3 separate regions of the Mus musculus genome follow, and regions 1 and 3 are each linked to region 2. Evidence: chromatin contacts called from public HiChIP or PLAC-seq and promoter capture Hi-C data. All regions are on one chromosome and are shown on one strand. The core of a region is the stretch at or near the end of the contact, and the rest is flanking DNA. Distances in the headings are between cores, read along the strand shown.

The links. HiChIP or PLAC-seq counts read pairs in DNA pulled down with a chosen protein or histone mark. Capture Hi-C pulls out chosen DNA fragments and counts their contacts.
Region 1: a FOXA1 HiChIP or PLAC-seq map of pancreatic cancer cells shows a contact between it and region 2. The contact joins the enhancer-like site here to the promoter of 3110067G11Rik in region 2.
Region 3: a promoter capture Hi-C map of liver shows a contact between it and region 2. The contact joins the promoter of Miga1 here to the promoter of 3110067G11Rik in region 2. A contact is called at or near these places in 5 of 39 promoter capture datasets (the C10 cell line, liver, macrophages and 1 more), 1 of 15 datasets of contacts at CTCF or cohesin (pro-B cells), 12 of 484 Hi-C or Micro-C datasets (CD4 T cells, CD8 T cells, the G1E-ER4 cell line and 8 more), 7 of 115 datasets of contacts at active chromatin or transcription factors (the 230-238 cell line, the SCID.adh cell line, effector CD8 T cells and 3 more) and 2 of 9 other capture datasets (adipose tissue and liver).

The regions. Positions count from the first base shown.
Region 1 is chr3:152,314,401-152,317,931 of GRCm38.p6, forward strand. It overlaps Miga1 (mitoguardin 1), which reads right to left. Exons shown (of 16, transcript NM_174868.4): 7 at 3,214-3,337. Among named protein-coding and RNA genes, the nearest start is that of Miga1, 24 kb to the right of the region's middle. Within about 2 kb of position 1,416, at least 38 of the 459 cell types and tissues checked have an H3K27ac peak or open chromatin away from gene starts, as enhancers often do. A contact at or near this core is called in pancreatic cancer cells, where this site is marked.
Region 2 is chr3:152,487,303-152,490,827 of GRCm38.p6, forward strand. 3110067G11Rik (RIKEN cDNA 3110067G11 gene) reads right to left here and starts at 2,265. Exons shown (of 1, transcript NR_165813.1): 1 at 1-2,265. All of the region lies in intron 10 of Ak5 (adenylate kinase 5), which reads right to left.
Region 3 is chr3:152,339,030-152,342,425 of GRCm38.p6, forward strand. It overlaps Miga1 (mitoguardin 1), which reads right to left and starts at 1,378. Exons shown (of 16, transcript NM_174868.4): 1 at 1,223-1,378.

The DNA.
Region 1 (3,531 bases), core at 166-2,665, 170 kb before region 2:
AGGTTTGGCCAACTGCACATTGGGAAATAAGTTTTTGCAATATTTTTTTAATTAAGTTTTAAAAATACATAAGAAGGATGGGGAAATGTTTCAGCAGTTAAATGTTCTCGCTCTCATCCAGATGACCCAATCTGTTTCCCAACTCTACAGTCAAGCGGCCCACAGCTGCCTAAACTTCAGCTCTAGACCTGATGCCGCTCCTGCCCTACAAACACACGCACCCACATACACACGCACCCACATACACACGCACCTACATACACACACCTACATACACACACCGACATACACATGCACCCACATACACACGCACCCACATACACACGCACCCACATGCACACACCCACATACACACGCACCCACATACACAAGCACCCACATACACACGCACCCACATACACACACACACACATACACACGCACCCACATACACATGCACCCACATACACACACACCCACATACACATGCACCCACATACACACGCACCCACATACACACACCCACATACACAAGCACACACATACACACGCACCCACATACACACGCACCCACATACACACGCACCCACATACACACGCACCCACATACACAAGCACACACATACACACGCACCCACATACACACGCACCCACATACACACGCACCCACATACACAAGCACACACATACACACGCACCCACATATACAAGCACACACATACACACGCACCCACATACACATGCACCCACATGCACACGCACGCACACACATACATACACACGCACCCACACACACCCACATACACATGCACCCACATACACATGCACCCACATGCACACGCACCCACATACACACATACAACTTGTACACACATATGTGTGAGTACAAATATTTTTTTAAATACCTAATGCCTTTAATCCCAGCCCTCGGTAGGCAGAGGCCAGCAGATCTATGAGTTCAAGGCCAGTTTGGGCTACAGAGTGAGCTCTAGAATAGCCAGAGCTACACAGAAAAACCCTGTCTTGAACAAACAAACAAAACATTATAACAGCTGGCCAGACACTGTGGCACACACTTGTAATTGAAGCATTTGGAAGACTGAGCCAGCCTGAGCTAAAGAAAGTTCAAAGCCAGCACTAGATACACAGGGAGACATAGCTCAAAAATGTTCTTTTCACAATTACAAAATCATGATTGCTACCAATCTGAAAAACAGAAAATATAAATAAATACTGTCCCAAATATCTAGACACAAGGAAGTGGAAGACCTTCCACAATAACGGAAAGTTTCACTACTATTCAGTGTTTTGTGAACACCCTTTCAAGGCCTCTCTCAAATGTGCCATAAGTGTGCTTCGGGTTAAGCCCAGTCCAGCCAGCAGCACAGAGCGGCACTGACGAGCCACTGCTCTCTGGACTGGGGAGGAGGCGTGCTGCCCTCTAGTGACTCAACAGCACAGACTGGGGAGGAGGCGTGCTGCCCTCTAGTGACAACAGCACAGTCAACAAGAAGCCCCTCAGAGGTAGGAAATGTCCATGCTGTTAGGAAAGAACTGACCCAAGCCTTCATCTCATTGAGGAAACATAACGTCCATCCATGAAATGTGGTTACACATCTGCTGTAACTAAGCCAAGGGTCAGATGTCGGTACAGAAGAGTTTAGAAACATGGAGGGCTCAGCGGCTAAGAGAGCCTGCTGCTCTTCTAGAGGATCCAGGTTCAATCCCCAGCACCTGCACCACACACATATGAAGGAAGAAAATCTTCCCATTATTAAAAAAAAACAGGTGTGGGGGTGTGGCTCAGTGGTTAAGAGCACTGACTGCTCTTCCAGAGGTCCTGAGTTCAATTCCCAGCAACCACATGGTGGCTCACAACCATCTGTAATGGGATCTGATGCCCTCTGCTGGTGTGTCTGAAGACAGCTACAGTGTACTCACAAGCACTAAATAAATAAATCTTAAAAAAAAATAAATTAAGAAATTAAGAAAGGAAGGAAGGAAGGAAGGAAGGAAAGGAAGGAAGGAAGGAAGGAAGGAAGGAAGGAAGAAAGAAAGAAAGAAAGAAAGAAAGAAAGAAAGAAAGAAAGAAAGAAAGAAAGAAAGAAAGAGGGAAAGGGAAAGGGAAAGGGAAAGGGAAAGGGAAAGGGAAAGGGAAAGGGAAAGGGAAAGGGAAAGGGAAAGGGAAAGAAAACGGGGAGGGCCTCAGGAGTCCAGTGCTTGTTGTACAGGCTTGGGTTTGGATCCCAGCCCCCACATAAAAGCCAGGTGTGGTGACGTGTGCGTATAACCCTTGCACGAGGGGAAAGGAGACAGGTAGATCTCGAGAGCTCACTGGCTAAGCAGCATGTACAAGCCCCATTAGATCCCAGCTTTGAAACAGAAAAAAACAAAACAACAAAACAACAACAAATCCAGAAAGGAAGATCCTCACAAGGAATTATCACACCCAGAATTAATTCTTATTTTTATAGTATGTGGCTTCCAGGCTTCCTTACACTGCTGCAGTGATGATTTCCTGCAGACACACTGCCCACAAAGAGTTCATCGTTAACCTTTCTATTCAAAGATAATGCTCAGTTTTAGACGTGGTTAGGAAACACAGTATACTGATAAGAAGATGGACTCTTGTACTCGGGAGGCAGAGGCAGAGGCAGAGGCAGAGGCAGAGGCAGAGGCAGAGGCAGAGGCAGAGGCAGAGGCAGAGGCAGAGGCAGAGGCAGAGGCAGAGGCAGATGGATCTCTGTGAGTTCGAGGCTAATCTGGTCTACAGAGCAAGTTCCAGGACAACCAGGGCTACACAGAGAAACCTTGTCTCAGGGGAAAGTCAGCGACAGCCGTGGGATCCCTGTGGCTGGAGTTGCCAGTTGCTCCGTGGGCACTCAGAGTGAAACCTGAGTTCTCTGCAAGAGCAGCAGGGCCTCCTAACCACTGAGCTCTCCAGCCCCGCAGCCCCTCACTTCAATCTTAGATGATTTACAGGAAGAAACGATGGTAAATCATTCCTTCCTTCCAAATGTCATTCAAGAAATCTTCTCAGGCCTTTAATCTCACCTCTGAGTTCTAGGTCATCCTGGTCTGCATAGTGAGCCCAGGCTAGTTAGACCTACAGCAAATACCTTTTCCCCTTGAATATTAAGACACTGAAGATAAATAAATAAATAAGTATGTATGTATGTATGTATGAAGAAAAAGAACATAGGTTTCAGAAAAACCATACAAAAGTCTACTTACCAGTATCATTTGCAATGGAATTAGGGTCAGATCCCCCAAGGGTAGCCTCAAACTCCTCTTGGAGACGATACGCTCTTTGCAGTAGAGCTTCAAGTTTATGGATGAATTCTGAACTAATAATATCCTACAAAGAAAAATAACAGTAGCACACAGCAATTCTTACATCCAATCCTAGCATTCTAAACACAGACATGCTGATTTCAAAAGATGATTTCAGTATGTGGACAGGGCTGGTGCGAGGATTACAGATGGGGCAGCTGGACCTAATCCTAAGAGCTCAGCCATCCATGTCGCTTTTGTAAGAAAGGAAGACATGGT
Region 2 (3,525 bases), core at 1,015-3,514:
CACCACTCAACTCAAGCCATCTCGCTAATGGCATCCTCCCATCCCCTCACTCTTCAGCTTGTTGTTTGTCCTCGTTGCGACCCCACCAAGTTGATCCAATTCCTTGATGCTCTACCTCTCAGCCAGCCTGATATCAGGCCCTAACTGGTAATGGATGCTCTACCTCCTTTGAAACTATGGTGCCTCCCATGACAGGCACTGCCCGCTCTCTATAACAGTCAATTATTCACTTTATCCACTCTGAGTTGGTAAGCATTCCTTGAGAGAGTGAGAAAACAGAGCCTACTGGGCCATGAGACCTAACTTCATCACAGCCGTAACGTCTCCCGGCAACCACATTCCTCCTCTGATGATATGAGGTGTTCCTGGTTGGATTTGAATATTTCTCTCAAAGTTCTCAGTGATCATGAGATGGGAGGAAGAGACAGGTGAATCTCTGGAGGCTTACGGTCCAGTTATCTTAGCCTACTTGGGAAAGTTCCAGGCAATGAGAGACTCTGTCTCAAGCAAAAGGAGGACCAACATCCAAGACTTTGACCTACACACACACACACACACACACACACACACACACCATCACACACCATCACACACACATACACACACACACACGCCATCACACACACACAGCACATGCACAATGCCTACATGTGTACACACATGAGCACACACACAGACACAGTCAGCTCTAATAGTGTATGCTTTTACAGTAATTAGACACATCTTTAAACTGTAGCATGATTTCCCACATCTTTAAAGGTAAATAGCCTCTGTAACCATACCTTTGGCAGTACTAAGTACCTTTTGCAAACCAACCTATCCTATTTCTAGGTAATCGCTCTGGTTTTTTTTTTCTTTCTTTCTCAAAATCTATCCATTCCTACCCTTGAAATCCTTCTCTTTAAATGGAAGTGGTCTCAGCCCAGAGTTCATGTTTTTGTGACTGAATGACTCCTTTCAGAGAAAAGCTATTTTGCTTCTTAACTGTGAGTCTGAGCCACCCAGGGCCCACAAGTCACTTGTCACCTCCTACAGCCACCATGAGGCTTTGCTAAGCTGAGGGTCAATGTGTTCAATGCTCTGCAGCCTGGAGTGACTAAGAAATTATCTATTTACGCTAGTCAACATTTCTACAAGCTCTGAAAGCCTCTGACAGGCATTTGGGTGAAACATGCCAGTGACAGGGTCAGCTGTGGGTCATGTAAGACTTTAGATTGGGCTGAGACCCAGAGAGTAACAGGCCTGCTTCCTTATTATCAGGGCCTAGAATCTAGGAGGTACCGGGCAACTGCTGGGCCAATGACTGGGTGATGAGCGTTCCGTGAGGCAGTCCTGTACACAGCACAAGGACTCGTTGCTTTGGACCTGCTAAGTGGTTGGGAGAGCATTGACTGATCTCTTTTCTGAGGTCACAAAGTTCCTACATCCTGGCTCTAATTAAGTTGTTGACGTGATCACACAAGCTAAGTAAATCAGACAGCTCTGACCTCTATAACGCGCTAAGGGTCCCTTTACCTCCATGGCCTGGTTCCTTAACTGGATTCCACAAAGGGGTCCCTACTTTGGGTGTGTTACACCATAGTCACCTAGCCTTCCTTTCACTGTGCTCCCGTCCATGGAAGGATTCTAATCCTGACATGTTAAAAGTTAGGTCTGGAATATTCTCTAAAGGCTCATTCATGAGGTGAAGGCTTGAGCCGTCAGCCTGGCACTGTGGAAGGTAGTAGGGAGTTTAAGAGGTGGGACTTAGCAGTAGACTTGAGGTCTTTGGGATGTGTGCCCTGAAGGTGACTGCAATGCTGGCTCACTCATTTTCTATTTCATGACATGGTCATGAGGTGAGAAGTCCTGTCTGGTCATGTGATCTCACCATGGCATTCCAGGCAGGCACTCCACTAATGATTCGCAGCCATAAACTACTTCTAGAGCTCTGTTCAGTCAGTATTTGGCTGCCTGGGTTTTCTCTTTACTGTGGAACTGGCACAATCTTGGTTGGCAGGGGCTCCATCAGCACGGTTACTGCAGTGAACGAAGAGACTTAGGATGGGGGAAAAATCCCAGACCAGAAAAAAATATCTATGAATGTCTACAGCTGACACTGGAAGACTTGAAAGTTTAGAAGATTCCCCAAGAAAAGGGGGCAGTAATTTGCAATGCATCTTGAAATGTATAGAAAAAAATGGGGGTCTGATAGACAGAGCTGTGAGAAAACAAGACCTGGCAAAATGCTAACCACAGAACTTAGTTGACAGATACACAATGCTCACCATAAAAATGCTCCCAGCTTTGTTGGAAGTTTGAAAATTCTCATTATTAAAAAAGAAAAAAAAAAGGAAGGAAGGAAGGAAGGAAGGGAGGAAGGGAGAGAGAGGGAGAGAGAGATAGAGAGAGAGAGAAAAAAGAAAGAGAGAGAAAGAGAAAGAAAGGAAGGAAGGAAGGAAGGAAGGAAGGAAGGAAGGAAGGGAGGAAGGAAGGAAGGAAGGAAGGAAGGTAGGTCGGTCTTTAAAAGATCCCCCAGGTGACTGTGGGCTGTGCCTGCCTGAGAGCTTGCTTTTCTGGAGGACCGGAGCAAGAAAAGGTTTGCCCTGGAGCTGGCGGCAGCCCAGAGAGGCTTGCTCATCTCTCTCTTCTTAATTACAGTGTAATAATGCTGAGATAAAGGCCATGGTGAACAAGTAACTGCTGTGATAGCTAATAAAGTCCTCATCCCCTTACCGAAGGCTCGGCCGTTCCTCTCACAGCAGATGGGAGGAACTGCTAGTGTTCTCTGTCAAGCTGGTGGGAAGAAAGTAAGACTGGGGGTTCAGAGATGAAATATGCCTGAGAGTCCCTGCATGCCATCCTGAAGAAAGTCCCCATTTTCCCAGGTTTATTGGCTTGCTGTGTTATCTAATACATGTCTGCTTTGTTTGAAATAGGGCCTGCAATGTTTGTAGCAGCCTTAGAAACAGAAGCTCTCTACAATAGAGAACACTATGCCAAGAGGCACAGGTGCCCTGGTACTGCTCCGACCCCCACCTGTAAGGCCCTCTGGCCCTCCCTGCTGGAGTGAGGCAGACTTGGAATTCAGACAAACATCACATATTCTATCAGCCAGTGGTCACAGGGAGCCAGGTGAAAACTGTAGCCCCACAGGTTTGCCATCAGAAACATCCAAGAAAGTATGCTTGTATGACAGCAAACATGAGTCACTATTTAAAACTCTGTTTAATGAAGAGCTTCATTATTTTATGTGCTAAATTGGGGCACAGGATCTGGCCCAAATGTCAGCTAGCAGAGACTTTTAAAACACTGTTTACTCTCTGTCCTGAGAAATCTGAGATTGTGCAATTCAGCCCAAACCAACCACAGCCATAGACATAGTCGTGATATATCTCATTAAAACAGAACACTCAAGGGGGACGTACACGCTATTGAACACATACAACAAACAGACAGAACCCCAGAAATGGAGGCACTCGTTGTGATAAGTCTGGTAGTCTCTTCATGCTGCAGGGTTCACCACGATGTTGACCACAGTCAGCT
Region 3 (3,396 bases), core at 128-2,627, 150 kb before region 2:
TGAGAAATACCCTAGGGTAGAGAGAAGGGTCGGCAGTGCAGAGCACTGGCTGTTCAAGAGCCAGGGCTGATTCTCAGCACCAGCATGGTGGCTCACAGCCATTTATAACTCCAGTTCCAAGGAATTCCACACCCTCCTCTGGACTCCACGGACTGTCGTACCTGGTGCATGGGCATGCAAGCAAAACACTCATATATTTAAAGGAATAAAATAAAAAATACCAGTGACGAAGTGCTTATTTGAGCTTGGCACAGCACTTTGCTCAAAGAATCCGGACAAACCTTTACTTTTGAATTCTAGATACCTCGTTTCTTCTTACTGAAAATCACCAAGGAAACTGAATCTAAACATGATCGTCACTAGCTGACAAACTTCCACAGTAGGCGTTCCGGTTTCTTACAGAAGTATAATGAAAATAAACATGGAAGCAGTTTTATGACTATTCAAATTTGTAAAAGAAACCATAAAACATCACTGCAAATGACCTCACTCTTTGCATGCACCAAGCACTGGTTTATTAAAAGTGTCAATCACCGGAGTTTTCATTTTTAACATCCTGAAATTCTATTCTACAACTCTGACTCTAAGAGCAAGAAGTGAACTGCTACTGAGCCTATATGACACGAAGTGCGAATATACACAACTTAAAACTCTGAGGCTGTACACACACACACACACACACACACACACACTCGAGGGGTTCCATGCTGGCCAGGCAGGCCTGGAATCACTAGGTAACCGAGAACGACCCTGAATCTCTGATCCTTCTGCCTCCACCTGCCCCGTGCTAAGACCACGCATGCAACAACTCCTCTTGTTATCTGAGGAGATATTTCAATGGAATAAGTAGTCGTTACTGACAATAACCTGGTAACAATAATCGCCTGTGAGCTCTGTGTAAAACCAAGATGGCTAGTGGTCACGCCTATAATCCCATCACTAGGGAGGCTGAGGCAGGAGGATTACCACCAGCGGGAGCCCCCGCGTGGTCTCTGAAGTGAGTTCCAGACACGCAGTCTGTTGGGTTGCAGGGTGAGACGCTGGCCGAATAAAAACAATCATTCTAAAAACAAGATGTCTGGGCGGCTCCCAAAAGAGCAGGTGCTCAAGAATTCTGGTGAGCGGGCCACGGCTTCTCCGCAGCCGCCCCGTGACGGGCGTCATCAGCACCCAGGCAGCTGCTAAGGTCCCCGCCGCCCGCGCTGTCCCCGTCCCCGCTCACCGCCGTTCTCTCCGCTCTGCGGGCCCCGCGCTCCGAGCGGTGTGGTCCCCGGCCCGTCGCCCGCTCTGCCCCGCGCCCGCCAGCACCTGAGCCTCCTCGGTCTCCCAGCCGCAGCCCGCACCTAGCAGCCTCTGGCTGCGGGAGGCGGAGTTCTTCCGGGGTCACGACGCAAAGGTAAGGAAAGTGGAGGGGCCGCGGGCGGACTGCGTGAGGGGCTACGTGCGAGGCCGCTCCCGCCATGTTTGTTCAGGGCAGTGGGCTCTGGCTTAGCCTGCTGCTCAGTGGAGAATGGCAGCCCTTTATATAAATAAACCTTGTCAGAGGAGTTGGTAACTTCTTAGGACTATAGGACCGTTCAGAGAATCTGACTAAAACGATGGAGGTTTTTCCTATAAAAAATGGCCAGAGCTAAGGCGTGGTGGCACACGCCTTTAATCCCAGCACTCGGGAGGCAGAGGCAGGCGGATTTCTGAGTTCAAGGCCAGTCCGGTCTACAAAGTGAGTTCCAGGACAGCCAGGGCTACAGAGAAGCCCCGTCTCGAAAAACCAAAACAAACAAACAAACAAACAAACATTATTTATTAAAGTAAACATTACAAACACACACCGCACACAGGTGCACAGACGCACATGCACACCATTTTGAGGCCCAGAAACCCATCGTGGATCCCAAATTAAGAATTTCTGGGCTGGAAATGTAGGTCCTTGGTAGAGTTTATGCTGAGCATATGAGGCTGTTTAATTAATTCCTCCACCAAGCAACCAAGCAAGTTCTATCACAGCCCCTCAGCCCTCAAGTAAGTGAGGGTAACAGGCAGGATGAATGGACCATATATAAATGATGCATTATTATTATTTTAATTCTTTTATTTTTAATCTTCCACTAAATTTAGCAACCTAAGACTAGCAATGAAGTTAAGAATGAAGTATTCTAGATTGAGGGTTAAAAATCAACCATCAGAGCTGTGTGGTGGTGCATACCTTAAGCCCTCAGAAGGCAGAGATGGGCGGATCTCTGTGAGTCTGAGGCTAACTCTGATAGCCGAGGCTACACACAAAAATCCTATCTCCAAAAGCAAACAAAACAAAAAAAAAAAAAAAAGAAAAAATCAAACATTAAGGATCTGGCTCAGTTAAAAGCGCTCATCTCTCTTGTACAAGATTCCCACTATCCACAGCAGGCAGCTCACAACAGTCCAGAACTCTGGTTCCATGAGGATGGAATGTTCTCTGATGGCTTTGAAGGCTACCTGCACACTTACAAACATGTAAAATACATCGTCTCTCATCAAAGCAGCCATCACGCCTGTTTAAACACCTGCATCAGTTGCTGGCCCCAGCTGACAGTGTCCTGGAGTCGCCTCCCCAGCAAAGGCCAACCAAAGAGGACCTTGGTTCCTGAATGAGGTGGGGAGGTGACTTAGGACTCGGTGGGATATGCTTAGAGTTCTGACACAATCTCAAGAATTTCTGAAAAGGAGATTTTGCTCTGGTGTTGTGTGTATGTGTGTGTTTTGTTACTGTTTTCTAGAAATATATGTATATGTACATATATATATATGTATATATATATATTATATAAATACTTGTATGCATGCCTCTTATAAGCTTTACATATTTCTATATACTTATATATATTTCAAATATTTTCTTCTTCTTCTCCTTCTTCTTTTTTTTTTTTTTGAGACAGCATCTCTCTGCATAGCTCTGGCTGTTCTGGAACTCTCTTTGTAGATCAGGCTGGCCTTCAACTCACAGAGATCCACCTGCCTCTGCCTTCTGAGTTCGGGGTCTAAGAGCGTGTGCCACCACGCCGTGCTTTCACACATTCTCTCTTTGTGAGCGTGACTTCTGCTTATTCTGAGCCAAGGTCTTATGTATACCACACAGTTCTTGAACTCTCTACTTAGCCATGGGTGACTTTGAACTTCTGATCCTCCTGTCTCCAACTCTAGCGTGCTGGGATTACTGGGGGTTGATACCATGCCCTGTTGGGGTTTGGTCTTGTGCACTGTGCATTCAGATGCTGATTTCTGTGCCCAGAGATCTGGTTACAGTCCGGATGCTGGCATTATCATTACTCAACCACCTCCTGCATCGGTGCTGTGTAGAAAGATGCTCTCCAATTATCTCTGACCGGTTACTAAAGAGCTGGCCAGCATCTGGCTGGGCAG